Regions from separate parts of the Mus musculus genome. Here regions 1 and 3 are each linked to region 2. The links are chromatin contacts, called in public ChIA-PET and HiChIP or PLAC-seq maps. All regions are on one chromosome and are shown on one strand. The core of a region is the stretch at or near the end of the contact, and the rest is flanking DNA. Distances in the headings are between cores, read along the strand shown.

Region 1 (4,857 bases), core at 1,658-4,157, 280 kb before region 2:
TCGTTCCACAGAGGAGCTGACGTTGCTTTGCAGATTTGACTCTGTGTTCAGACCCCGCCATTCACATCCTTTCTCCAGCAACCTTGTCATTCCTTTTGCTAAGGATGCGTAGGTCAGTCTAGTTAAAACACTTAGGATGCTATCCCTTAGTGCATATAGCAGTCACCACTGCTTCTGTTGATCTGAGGATGCTCAGAGGCGGTGCAGACATGGAGTTCTGGCTGCCATAGTTGACTTCAATTCTTGAGATAGGTGTAGACTGACAGCAGAGCCCTGGGGCAGTCCCAGGCATGAAGAGGAAGTATGCTGGCCCATAGAGAATGGGTGAGGTTTCCCTCCCACTTAAACAGTTGCATTGTGGGGAAAGTCCGAAATGTGTTAGTAACAAAACAACTGTGGAGGTTTGAGTGATAAATGTCACACATAGTTTTAGATAGACATTTGGTGCCTGGTGCCCGGTTGATGGTGCTGTTTGGGAAGGTTTAGGAGGCATGTCCTTCCTGGAGGAAGTCACTGGGGTCAGGCTTTGAAAACTTAGACTCAGGCCATTTCTAGTTGGCTCTCTCTGCTCCGTGTTTGTGGCTCACTATATGAGAGCCCCTAGCTGCCTGCTGCAGCCAATACACTTGCTGCCTGCTGCCATGCTGCCTGCTGCCTGCTGCCTGCTGACCTTGATAGACTCGTATCACTCTGAGAGCTGTGTTGGACATGGTGTCTTAGCACAGCAACAGAAGAGTAACACGCACACACAGCAGAGACAGAGAAAAAGAGATTGGCCCTTAGAAAGAGGCCTCTAGAGCATGGCCACAGAACAGTATGATGATTGAGCTGTGTGTACCTCAAAGTTGTGTGTGTGTGTGTGTGTGTGTGTGTGTGTGTGTGTGTATGCGCGGGCACACACGCATGCCTGTGGTTGTACATGCTGCCTCATTGGTTCAGACATGGATTAGCTTTTTAATTATAGCTTTGTCATACGAGAAACAAAGAGAGTAAGGCCAGTCATCGAAGAGCCCATTAAAAATTATGAAGCAGATGGCTTGGGTATTGTCCTCATTTCTCACTGATGAGAAATGAGGCCCTGGAGTGTGGAGAGGCTTGCCCTGGGCCATACCCAGAGAGGGGTGGGGGGGGGGAGGGAGGGAGGGAGGGAGTGTGTGTGTGTGTGTGTGTGTGTGTGTGTGTGTGTGTGTGTGTGAGAGTCAGAGTCTCACTGTGATGTCCTGGCTGACCTGGAACTCACAGAGGTCTATCTGCCTCCCAAGTGCTGGGACTAAAGAAAGGCCTGCACCATCTTGTATGGCCTGAATATCTGCATCGATTTCAGAACTCTGCCCTTCATTTTTCTCTGCACCATTTGGCTTCTGAAATAAAATTCCTGTGGTGACTTCTCTTAGAGGTGGAGATGTGCTGTAGGGAATAGTTCGTTCTCAGGACAGAATGAACTATCCATGCAGTAGGAGCAGAGTGTGGAAAGATAAGCTTGTAACCCTAGCACTTGGGCTGCAGGAAGATGGAGAATTCCAAGCTAGCCTTGTTTATGTAGTAAGACCCAGGAAGGTATAGCAGCCTCAGCGAGAAAGGGAAAGGGGTCTTACTACAGAGCTTGGGCTGGCCTGGAATTCTCCATCTTCCGGGTGGCTCTGCCACACTGTTGGAACTGGCAGGAATATGCATCATAGTCCTGATGCAGTGGAGGGAAGTGGAACCTAGGAGTTTATGTTGAAGTCACTCCCGGGTCAGGAGAACTGTGAATCTGGTAGGACATGAGAAAGCTCCCTGATGCCCTTTTTCTGGTTGCGAGCCGTGATTGGTGGACTCTAGGGAAGCTGCTAGCCTATGGAGTTTACATCCCACCTGCATTTCTAATAGTTTGGGTCCTACACCCCTGAGGACCCAGACTTCAAAGCAAGACCAGCCTGGGGTGCTATGTTATGTGAAAAGAAGTGTTAATGCGTTAATGCAGGTCCTTAGTGTGGTGCATTAAGAGGCACCTGGAGATCTGTGAGGCCAAGGCGGGGAGTAGGGAATATTGCATTAAATAACAGGAAAGGATGAAGTCTGTCATCTTCGGAAGATAGGAATTGTATTATGCTTTGATACTGAGTGGCTGGGGACCTAAGTGCCACCCCTCTCTATGGGCTTGAGGGACAGATTTAAGAGACTGCTGCCTAAGGAATGAAGCGAGTGAGGACCTCAAGACCAGAGTCCAGCATCTGGCTCTTTAGCCCCACCATGGCATGCCCAGTTCACCAGTTAGCCCTGTGTGATGGAATAGCTGTTTGGGTGTTAGGTGTTGGTGGAAGGATGGGTGAGCCATCCCGTCCTTCCGTGGCATGCTCTTGAGACTGACTGGATGGTCCTCGTGGCTTGGACTGTGAAGCCCTGATGTCTTGTTTCAGTCTTACCACTGTGCACTGGTCCCACTGGTCCCCAGATGTGATTGATGCCTTCCTTCATCCTGCCTCCCCAGGATTTGGTGTGCTGTGGTACCAGTGCACAGTGAGGTGCTCAGAAAGGCTGTCCCCTCTCTCACGCTAGGTGCAGAGTTGGCCTTTGTCAAGGAACCAGGGAGGTTGCCTTTTTGCCAGCTTTGTAACAGTCACCCCACTTACACAGATGCATTTATTTGTCTCACTGTGAGAAAAACTGCATCTTTTTGAAGCTATTGTGTTACTGTGCTGTGTGCTATCCATTGGAGAGTCAGGTTCTCTGTCCCAGCTTGCAGCGGACAATAAAATAGTTTATAACTTGCAGGAGCACTCCTGTCTTCCCCAGCACCTTGTTTCATCAAGAAGGAAGCTGTTCCCAGGGGTGTCTAGTTTCCCATCAGCCATTCACCAGGTCCTACACTATTCTTGAGCTGGGAGAACTGGTTTTGTCAAGTGACAGCTTGGTACAGTTTCCTCAGCCAGGAAGATGAGTAGCTAGCAAGTTGCGGCTGACAGAGGAGGCAGGCAGAGCCCCTGGCTGTCTTCTCTTCAACAGTGGGTCCTCTGCACTCCCGAATTCAAGCAGAATGAGGGAGGAGCCCTCCCCTTCCTGGACAGCAGGTTGGAAGCTCAGATCAAAGTCTACTTCAGCAGAAACCAAGCAAGTCACGCTTGGCAGATCAGATGGTGGCCCCCTGAGTTCCTAGCTGGACCTCTGACTGAAAGAGAGACACTTTGCCCTGGGGATGGGGGGAGGTAGGCACTGTAGCTGGGCCTGGAGGGATGACTCACTTGTAAGGAGTAGTTTGTAGGCAGAGAGGCAGAGGCCTGGACCTGGAGGATACTGGGAATGGGCCAACCTGGTCTGCTTAGTGAACTCCAGTGGTGAGTTCCAAGACTGTGGCTCAGTGTAGAATATTTCTTAGGCAGCACAGGCAGGGCCCTGGTTCAATCCTCTGTAGTACAAAAATACATCCTGAAGCCAGGCATAGTGACTCAGGCTTACTATCCCAGTAATCAAGAGCGAGAAGCAGGAGTTCAAGACCCCATCTCAAACAAAAACAGGTTGCAGAGATTGTTCAGCAAGTAAGAGCTTGTTGGGACAGCATAAGGACCTGCATTTAAATCCCCTGCAGCTACGTGAATAGCCTGATAGGTACACACATACCTGTAATTTGAGCACTGTGCGGGGAGACAGAAGGATTGTTAGAGCTTGCTGTCTGCTAGCCCTTGTCTCACCGGAATAAGATGGGGTTGACAGAGCAGGAAGCCTGGCCTTTGCATGCACATAGGGGCTAGCACACACACAACATACCTACTCACTCCGATCTCCACGCACACACCTGAATAAGATGGGGTTGACAGAGCAGGAAGCCTGGCCTTTGCATGCACATAGAGGCTAACACACACACAGACACACACACACAACATACCTACTCACTCCGATCTCCACGCACACACCTGAATAAAAGGGCTAAGGATATGCTCAGTGGTAGAACACTTGCCTGGGCTCTGTGACGCTTTGGGTTCAATTTCCAGTATCACAAACAAAAATAAGACAGAATAAAAAGTAAGAAGGTTTAGAGATGTGTGACTTGGTTGGTAGAGTGCTTGCCTGACCAGTGTGATGCCCCATGTTTGATCCCCAATAGGGAGCATGTGAGCTATGGTCCTGCCCTCACATTGTTGGTGGGAGGCAGATGAGTCTTCTTTGTCTCACTGCTGGCTGGTTCAGTGAGACTCACCATGGACTTGACTCAGCCTAGGGCATGAAGATGTACAAGTGTGCCTCAGGCTTTAGGTGCTCAGAACTTGGGGGACACACTGAGACAACAGCTTCTGAGGGCCTCCATTTGGGGAGCTCTTCAGGTTGTCATTTCTAACTGAGGAGGCTAACTTGGTGTACAGGTCATTTAGGGCAGGATTTATTGCGTGCCCACCTTTGTATGCTCTCCTACCTAGTGCTGTATTGTGGCCCCACCATGGTTACAGTCCCCCTAGAGACTTTCTAGGCCTGGGAGTAGCAAACAGGTTATGGAGTGGGGAGAGACAGAGACACAGAGAGACACAGACTGAGACAGTGTGTGTGTGTGTGTGTGTGTGTGTGTGTGTGTGTGTGCTTAGCTTTGTCTGGGTTCTGAGTCTTCCAGCATCATCTTGGGCTGTTGGCTGTGGAGGCAGGAGGACAGCCCTGGTGTCCATCCATGCATGAAGTGTAGTATCATTTTACAGATGAAGAAAATTGAAGCCCAGGGAAATTGTGCCTGTGTGCCCAGCTGAGGGCCTAGGGTCAGAACCCAGCGTTGCAGACTCTTGTTCCAGTACTCTTTCTATTGCCGTGACATCAAGGGATCAGCCGAACTAAAGGGACAACAGTGCTAAATGACTGGGCCAAAGTATCAGCGGGCTGTTGAGAAAAGTACACTGT
Region 2 (4,745 bases), core at 1,533-4,032:
GCTAGTTTCTCTCTTTCAGCTCCAGCCTGCTTCCCCGGTGTACGGTACCGGGTCCTTGTAAGCCTCGGGCCAGCTTGCTACAGAATAGGACATCAGATCTCATTTAGGATGTTTGTGAGCCACCATGTGGTTGCTGGGATTTGAACTCAGGACCTTCGGAAGAGCAATCAGTGCTCTTCACGGCTGATCCATCTCTCCAGCCCCTTCAGGTACTTTGGTACAAAAATCTGCCAACTATGGAGACTACCAAATATAGACCACTTTCTACTTTTTAAAGGCCCATGAGCTAAGGATGGGTTTTGCATATTTCAATGTTTGAAAAGATATTAAAACAATAATATATTATGGCATGTGAAATTCAAATTCCAATATCCATTAAGACATCTTAGGGGAACACAGCCATTTGTTATTGTCTTTCTGTTTTCTATTGACCACTTTCCAGAAAAATTGAGTAGTTATAAATGAGAGTCTACGGCTCACACAGCCTTGGATTTGCTATCTGTCCTCTAACAGGAAGATAGTTTGCCCATTCTTCATCTAATCCATGTGCAATTTAGAAGATCATTTTTGCATTGTTTATGCTCGTCTTTTCTTTTCTCATTATCACCTACTTCCGCTACAGAAATTAAGCTGTCAGTGCTACACTTGCAATACATTCTTTCCCAGTGAGTCCTCTCTTCCCGTCAGCCTCATGGGATTCGACAAGTTATAAGAGAGTGACTTTGCTGTTCTAACTAGTGTAGGGGACTTCATTACTAAATAACTTCTGTGCCTCAGTGTAACATTTACGATCCCTCATTGTCTTAAGGACACGGTTCATCTTCATTCTCAGTTTGCCCGGATTTGGAACCACCTGGGAGACACACCTGTGGGTGTCTCTTTAATGGCATCTCCAGGGAGGCTTAACAGGGAAGATCCACCCTAGCTGTGCTGGGTGTCCTGGATTTAATAGAAAGGAGACTGCTGAGTACCACAGTTTAGCGCTGTCTGCTTCTGACCACAGACACAACTTGACCAAGTGGTCTCCTGTTCCTCCATCTTCCCGCCTCCATGATACACTCTATCCTTAAAATGTAAGTCACTCCCCGACCCTGCCCAGGTCTTTCTTTTTTCTCTTTTGAGTGTTTTTAAGAAAAGGTTTCTCTGTGTAGCCCTGACTATCCTAGAACTCGATATGTAGACAAGGCTGGCTTTGAATTCACAGAGATCTGCCTGCCTCTGCCTCCTGAGTGCTGGGATTAAAGGTCAGTGCCACCACACCTGTTCTTTCTTTAGAATGCTTCTGTCAGGTGTTTTTGTTTTGTTTTGGGTTTTTTTGTTTTGGTTTTTTTTTTTGTTTGTTTGTTTTGTTTTTTTGTTTTTTTTTTTCCAAGAAGGAAAATAAAGATACACTCATCTTTCCTATACAGCTGTTTCCCTTACACTTCATTTAGCCTACCTGTTACTTAGGTCACCAGCATTTGATCTCCTCTAGACCTAGGCTCACAGCTTACCTCTGTGTGAAATGTCTCCAGTTTTGTCTTACTTGCCCTTTAAATTGGCTATCCAGATTTTCTCCTTGCCCTAAAAGCCTTGAGAATAATCGTTGCCATCTGTGCCATTCTCTAATGCTTAATACTGGTTCACAGTTTTGTTTAAATTCTTTATAGTTTCCTGTGCCTGTATACAAGTTGCCCATCTCTCGAGTTCCGTTAATAGCTTTTCAGGAGCAGAAATTGAATCTTATTTTATGATTCACCACACTCTTTGAGTTTCTTAAACATGAAAAATTGGGATGAGGATGTAGTTTAACTGGTAGACTGCTCGCCTAGCATTCATAAAGCTGGAGAGTTCAATCTCCCGCATGTCATAAGCAAGGCATGGTGGCACATACTGCGAATTCCAGCACTGGGAGGTGGTGCTAGACGTACCAGGGGGTCAAGGCTAGGCTGAGCTACACTCCCCACCTCCACAAGTTATTATTTCAGATTTCTCATCCGGAGCCAGAACCTTGACTTTTTGTGTATAGGAGCTACCTGTATTTAATTTTTAAACGTAATTTAGTTTTGCCTTGTGTGAGCGATACATGCCCTTAATTAAAGCTTGTGTGGAGGTCGGAGGTCAACATGTTAGTTCTTTTTCATTATATGGGAACTGCACTGTGGTTGTCCACGTCTGGCCGCAAGCACTTTTACCCACGGAACCATCTTGCCGGCTCCTACCTGTATTTAAACACAAAATTCATTTAATTTATTTAGTGCTACAGAGAATAGTATCATTCGAAGACATGCCATCTTCCAGACAGTCACACATTTGTGGGCCGTTCCCTAGGACCCTCAGACGCGCGCGAGCGCAAACACGTGGGTGACAAGTGCTTCCCTCCAGGACCCTCCTTTGTCCACTGTGATTGGCGGACCAAGCGGTCCAATCGTCTTTCCCCGCCTCTTTCCGCAGTAGCCAATCAGAGGTCCGGAGCGCCTCCTGACTACTAGATACTGTTTACTAACAGATCGAAGCTGGGAATAAGGGGTGTGACCATTCTGGGGAGGTCAGGAGAGGGAAGGCCTGCCTGCGCGTGCGCACCAAAGCGAGTAGGTGGGGCATTCCGTGGGTCTTGCCAATCGGAGCGTTCGCGCTCCTCCCTCTCCTGCCTCCCCGCCAAGCAACAACAATTCGAGCAGCGGGGCGGGGCGGCTCCTGAAACGTCAGGACTAGCCGCCCAATGGGAACGGGCGCTGGCAGACGCGCGCGCGCTGCGCCCAATAGCGCTGGTGGCTCAGGGCTGTCTCCTGGGCTGGCTGTGGGAGGAGCGGCCTGGAGGAGGAGGTGGAGGCGCAGGGCGCGGGGTTGTGCCGTACTAGCGGTGCCCGCTGAGGGGAGGAGGCGGAGGAGCTGCACGGCCAGAGCGGGAAAGAGACTCGCCTCAGTGTCGGAGTTGTGGCGCTGCGGCAGCTCGGCTCCTGGAGCTGTGGAGAGACGGGGCGTCTGCTGTCCCATCAGGTTCCCCTAAGAGCGACCCGCGCGATCGGAAAGAGGGTGAAGATGGAGGGGGAGGGCGGCGGCAGCGGCGGCGCGGGCACCAGCGGGGACAGCGGCGACGGCGGCGAGCAGCTCCTTACTGTCAAGCACGAGCTGCGGACCGGTGAGCGACCCCGCCCTCTGCTGGCCGGGCCAGCCGCGGAGGCGCGCCTGAGAGCCGGCATGGGTGCGCGCACAGGCCAAAAGGGGCGCGGGCTGGGGGGGACGGGCCCGGGGCGGGGCTTCGCGGGCGGGGAATAGTCCGGGGGTCCTGGGAGGCTCTGGGCACGGAGAGGAAAGTTTGCTCCTGCTGGGCCCCCAGTTTCCGACCCAGCCTGGGAAGATGCCTTTATGCCCCCTTTCCTGCATAGGTGACATATCTGTCACTACACGCTGTCTCGAGGGAAAGGTACTCTTTCCCTCAAGAGGTGAGCTGTGTGGAGCTGTGTGTGATGGAGCTTGAAGCTTGAACTCACTTTACCCTGCACCTCTGCCTGGGATGGTTCAGGTGTGAGGGGAGTGTGTGTGTTTGTGTGTGTATGTATGTCTGTACCATCCCTAAGGGACAGCGATCCTGCGAGAGGGGTATTGGTTCTCGGTTAGTCTCTGGTGAAGGAAAAAGGCTTCGTGGTCCTCTGGAATTAAGTCCTTTCTCTCAGAGTTATCGTGAAGTACTATACTCTCTGAAATTTGCCAGGTCTTTTGGCAAGCAGCCTCTATAAATGTAAAGTTTTGGGTGAAAGGCTTCACTAGGCGACTTAAGTGCTTGCATCCCCTGTGCTGGAGATCAGTAAAGCTCCGTGTGCTAAGCTTTTTACTTTTGCTTTTTCATTGTGTAATTCCGGGGTTTGTTTTGGAAAATTCTTATCTGGACCAATTGGTAAAGTTTGGGTCTCCCCAGCCCCATGGAGTCAGGTCTCCCCTTACACTATCATTTCTGCATGGAGAATGTGTTAGAGTGGATCGATAGTTATTAGTGTCAGTGGTTTTAAGATTTTTGACACTTAAGTCTTTGGCACATTATATTAAGTAGACACAAATGGCAAATGGCAGGTTTCAGGTAGAAAGCGGGTCCACCTTGCTGCTGTTTGGAACAGATTGAAACAGATGGATAAAGTTAACTACAACCCACAATTCTTGATTGCCCATTAGTATCTTTGGTGCCAGTCTTATGACTTAGTATAAGATGTAAATTCATGCCTTCTCATTTATCAGTATAAGCACTGCAGTTTTGATGGTTCTGACTCTATAATGTATCCTGACCCAGTTATTCCATAGTATTTTTGAATTCCTCACATAAACAGTGTAGATTCCCTTGGTTGAGATCTTCACTCCAAATGTTATCAAAAAGTGATGTTTTCAACGGGATTTTAAGCCATTTTTCTCAGTATACATGTATGTAGTGTTAATGCCCAGTTTACACCAGGAGCAGTGTCACATTTTCTAGAGTAAGGATTTTGGTCCACCTCCCCCCCATCTTACATAATGATTCCTTGCTGTAAGTGTGTGGAATCATACAGTACAACAAATGCTGCTTGAAGTCTTCTATGCTCAGCCATTGATCATGATACAGCAAGCAGTCTTTTGCTCAAAGACCAAGGGGCAACCTACTTGTTAGTAGTCAGCCAACTGCTCAGTTTCTGGATTTTGCAAACAATGCTAACTCTGTAGAAAACAATGAGCGCTGTTTTATTTCCCTTTGTCAACTAACTGTGTGTGAATCATCAAGTTTGCATTTAGAAATTCTT
Region 3 (4,402 bases), core at 1,509-4,008, 510 kb after region 2:
AGGAATTCTTGCCTGGTCTAGCTAGACGTCTGAGTTAGTCTAGAATGCAGCTACTTACACTGTAACAGAATGTGGGAGTCACACACACACAAAAAAATCTCAACAGCAACAACAGCAACAAAAGGTTTGTAAACACACAACCACCTAAAATTAATTCAAAGTCAAAAGTTTGATGAGGGATATTGAGATGGCTCATTGCGTAAAAATAAATAGATATTTCATATTTTCGTACAACAAATCTGGGGTGCTCCTGGCAGGGCTCTCTCTGGGTGTGTTGCAGGATTCCATTGCAGCCTTAGCTCTGAACATACCACATGTGCAGTTTACATTGTATGTGCCATCACGCCATGCAACACTAAACCAACACCTCCCAAACTGCCTCAGTTTAGGTTCCTGATTCTTGCATATTATGGATTGCAGTGGGTTTTTTGTTTTTTGTTTTTGTTTGTTTGTTTGTTTTTACTGCACACACAAAATTTTCTGCTCTTATAGAAACATAATGACTTAATTATGAAAAACAAGGACAGACACTATTTTCCTACAACCATTCCTCAGCACACAGCACACTTGGATAGCTTTTGATTGGATTGTGTGAAGAGGTTCCATTTTAAAATTTTTTAAAATTGCTGCTTGAGGCATTACAAAGACTGTTAACTGACTCTTGGCTTGGGATTGGGACAAGGTTTCCAACAGCTTCTGAAATGATCCTGCATAGGCATCTTCTATTTTGTACCATGTATTTATATGATGGTAGAGTTTCTCAACATTGACAAGTCTAAAATCAAACGTTATCCAGTCCTGAGAAACATGAAGATGCTTCCAAAGATAATAGAAAAATATGGCTGGCAATCGTGAATAGTAGTATATGCCTTCAATTCCATCCCTTGGGAGGTAGAGACAGGCAGATCTCTAAGTTCGAGGCCAGCCTGGTCTACAAAGTGAGTTCCAGGTTCAGTGGAGTATGCTCTCACTGGTGGGCATCCTGTCATCTGTCCTCGGATGTCCTTTATCTTGCAGAACTGAAGCTGTAAGGCAAGTCAACAGGATTTCCCTATCACCCTGCCAGTGGCGTATATGGAAACGGCACATTCTTTCATCTGTGTCTATAAGTTTATTACTCATGAACTTCATACAAACACTATGAACAAGTAGTATATGAGCTTATTATACAGCATTTGCCTTTCTGACATCTTTCATGTAACATTATCAAGACTCTTCCATGTCAGATCATGTGACAGGACATCTTTTCTTTAAAGGTTAAATAACACTCTAGTGTGTATATGCCTACCCGCACCTCCATCCCCAGCCCCCCGTGCATGTATGCCACAGATACACCACATCAATGGACACTTGGGCCCATAAAAATAGGGTTTTGACTGCTTTGAATAATATTCCTATGAACATGGTTATGCAAATACCTACAAATACACAGTCAATTCTTTGAGACATCTACTTAGGAAAGGAGTTGCTAGAGAATATTGTAATCCCACTTTCAATATCTGACAAAACAATACACTGTTTCTTACCATTCTGAATTGTCTTTGTTGACTTTTTATTTGCACCTGGGTTTTGATCTGTAGACTTCTTTTTTTTTTTTTTTTTAAAAATTATTTTTGAGTACACTGTAGCTATCTTCAGAATATGTATTTCATTACCTATTCCGATGTAATGGGGCATCAGATCTCATTACAGATAGTTGTGAGCCACCATGTGATTGCTGGGAAGTGAACTCAGAACCTCTGAAAGAGCAATCTGCTCTTAACCACTAAGCCATCTCTCCAGCCCCTGCAGACTTCTTTCATTCAATCTTAAACATCTTATAGATTTTCATTAGGATTTCTTATTGACCCATTCAGTTGGGTTGAATAATTTTGTTTCTATTAAACAAAAAGCAAAGCTCCTTAAACAATAGAGACGTGCCTTCCAGGATTTTGAAATACAGTAATTTAGACCTTTGAACATTGTAAACTTCAAACCTGAGGACAAATCACAAGAATACAATTCCCTCACTGCCATAGTCATTTTTACTGCCACGACAAAACACCATGACTTGGACAACTTACAAAAGAAAGCATTTAATCGGGAATCACAGCTCCAGAGGGCAGTAGAATCCATGACCATCGCGTCAGGGAACATGGCAGCAGGAAAACAGGCATGACTCTGGAACAGTACCTAAGAACTTACCTTTGATTCACAAGCACCAGGCAAAGAGAGAGAGAAAGACAGAGCCAAGGCAGGCAGGCAGGCAGGCAGGCAGGCAGAGGGAGAGAGAGAGAGAGAGAGAGAGAGAGAGAGAGAGAGAGAGAGAGAGAGAGAGAGGTGTTGTGGGAAAAATAAAAAAATTGAATCTGCCAGCTCTCGGCGGGACCGGACCATGCTCCTGTGCGCTCCCGCAGCATTTGACTCGCTTGACCCGTGAGCCACTAGTTCCTCTCTGCTAGAATCCCCTGTAATTGGAGGTTCCACACTCCAGTAATCAAATAGATCCACCGACCTCATGGTTTGATAACATAATACCTAGAACCCTGGTAGAATCGTAACTCTTAAAGCTTAATTAACCAATCAGATTTATGTATCAATAATATCACAATTTACAAGATGCCAACACAATGATTTCAAAGCCAATTGATAATGATAAAGCTTTATCCCAATATTTCTAACCTTGTGAAATCATAGCTACTTGTGGTGGCTATGTGTACCCACACGGGTACACATCTGAAGCCATCTTGGCTCTTCTCCTACTCAGCTCCCTCTCTCTGCAACTCTTAGCTCCACCTCCCCTTTCTCTGTCCAATCACAGGCCTCCCACTGCCCTAATGTGATTGGACAGGGAAAATCCTGCAACAGAGACAGACAGAGACAGACAGAGATAGCTAACTGGAAATGATGTGGGCTTCTGAAATCTCAAAGCCCACCCTTAGTAGGCCCACCGCCTCCAACAAGACCACACCTTCTAATACTTCCCAAATATTTCCATGAAACAGATGAGCCTGGGGCCACTCAAACTACATTCTACTTCCTGGCCCCGACGGGTTTGTGGCCACATCACAATGCAAAATGAATTTAGTCCAAGTTCAAAACTCCTCATAGTCTTTCAGTCTCAAGACTGTTTAAGAGCCCAAAGTATCGTTTGAGACTCACAACAATCTCTTCACTGTTACCTCCTGAAAAAAAAAAAAAGGCAATTTACACACTCCCAGCATACAACGGTGCTGAATATACAACACCGTAGCAAAAAGGAGGAACAGGGACACAGGGAGGAAATGGTGGGTCAAAGCAAGTCTAAAACCCAGCAGGGTAAACTCCAAATCCTCTAACTCCATGTCTGCTATCAAAGAGCTTAGATGGCTCAACCGTCCAGCTTTGCTGACTCTCTCTTGTGGGCTGTTCCCATTCCCTAACTGCAGACATCGCCATGGCTCTGGCTACTCCAACATCTTGAAGTCTCCAATATAATTTAAGCCTCACCTTTACTGATTGATACAATGGCTTCTCTAGACTTCCATGCAGGGGAACACACACACACACACCTGGCCTCAATGGCTTTCCTTAACCATGGAGAAAGATTCCACAGCCCCTTTGTATCATCCTTCATGTATCTGTATCTATCCTTCATGACCCCAAAGCCAGAGCCAAATGGCCAATATTGTTAACTTAATGCTGCCTGCTTAGGACAGACTCTGCATGAGCTTTGATTTGTTGATTTTTTTTTTTTTTAAATAAGATTTGTTTTGCTTTAGGAGCAGAATATTCCAGAGCATTTCCTTTTTACAAGTTGAAAGCTTAGCTGGGTGGGGTCTTTCCCAGAGGGCACAACCCCATTATTCAATTTTATTATTCAATTTAATTTCACATCAGGCTTTTTCTTTAAACATCCCATGTCTTTGAACACGAGTCTTGGTTCCATCCTTACATTCTCTGGACCCTTTTTCTCCTCAAGTTGACTTGGTGTTTCTTCTTCTTCTGCTTGCTCTTTTTTTTTTTTTTTTTTTTTTACTGTAGATCTTCATAAGATCTTCACTAATCACCAGGTGGCTCAGTCAATACTAGGCTGCCTTGGAGTCTCCTCTGCCAATGAAATTAGACCAAAACTTTTCAGTTGAGCCTCAAGCAGATTGTTAGGTCCAAAAAAACCAGCCAAATTATCACAGAAATAATCTCTATCTCAGTTGTTAATATTGTTCGCCTCTGTCATCCATATTATTCTCGGCACTGCTGTCTGCCAGGCTCTTGCTGTGTATCTAAGTTAGGGTTTCTATTGCTAGAATGAAACACCATGACCAAAAAGGTTGTTGGAGAGTGTCTTAGTCAAGGTTCCTATTCCTGCACAAAACATCATGACCAAGAAGCAAGTTGTGGAGGAAAGGGTTTATTCGGCTTACACTTCCACATTGCTGTTCAT

Evidence for each region. ChIA-PET counts read pairs in DNA pulled down with a chosen protein or histone mark. HiChIP or PLAC-seq counts read pairs in DNA pulled down with a chosen protein or histone mark.
Region 1: an RNA polymerase II ChIA-PET map of memory CD8 T cells shows a contact between it and region 2, with 59 read pairs. The contact joins the enhancer-like site here to the promoter of Rps6ka5 in region 2. A contact is called at or near these places in 1 of 39 promoter capture datasets (cranial neural crest), 6 of 484 Hi-C or Micro-C datasets (the G1E-ER4 cell line, embryonic stem cells and muscle stem cells), 3 of 115 datasets of contacts at active chromatin or transcription factors (CD8 T cells, embryonic stem cells and memory CD8 T cells) and 2 of 9 other capture datasets (adipose tissue and liver).
Region 3: a contact with region 2 is called in an H3K27ac HiChIP or PLAC-seq map of embryonic stem cells, with 5 read pairs. The contact joins the enhancer-like site here to the promoter of Rps6ka5 in region 2. A contact is called at or near these places in 3 of 39 promoter capture datasets (cranial neural crest, liver and neural stem cells), 1 of 15 datasets of contacts at CTCF or cohesin (large pre-B cells), 4 of 484 Hi-C or Micro-C datasets (CD8 T cells, the G1E-ER4 cell line and embryonic stem cells), 4 of 115 datasets of contacts at active chromatin or transcription factors (acute myeloid leukemia, bone marrow-derived macrophages, effector CD8 T cells and 1 more) and 2 of 9 other capture datasets (adipose tissue and liver).

The regions. Positions count from the first base shown.
Region 1 is chr12:101,001,306-101,006,162 of GRCm38.p6, reverse strand. The region is part of intron 3 of Ccdc88c (coiled-coil domain containing 88C); the gene reads left to right. All of the region lies in intron 4 of Gm36756 (predicted gene, 36756), which reads right to left. Among named protein-coding and RNA genes, the nearest start is that of Gm36756, 17 kb to the right of the region's middle. Within about 2 kb of position 2,907, at least 39 of the 459 cell types and tissues checked have an H3K27ac peak or open chromatin away from gene starts, as enhancers often do. A contact at or near this core is called in the G1E-ER4 cell line, where this site is marked.
Region 2 is chr12:100,723,157-100,727,901 of GRCm38.p6, reverse strand. It overlaps Rps6ka5 (ribosomal protein S6 kinase, polypeptide 5), which reads left to right and starts at 2,782. Exons shown (of 17, transcript NM_001330702.1): 1 at 2,782-3,121. The coding sequence starts at 3,022.
Region 3 is chr12:100,215,622-100,220,023 of GRCm38.p6, reverse strand. No RefSeq gene overlaps it. Among named protein-coding and RNA genes, the nearest start is that of Calm1, 18 kb to the right of the region's middle. Within about 2 kb of position 2,758, at least 5 of the 459 cell types and tissues checked have an H3K27ac peak or open chromatin away from gene starts, as enhancers often do. A contact at or near this core is called in embryonic stem cells, where this site is marked.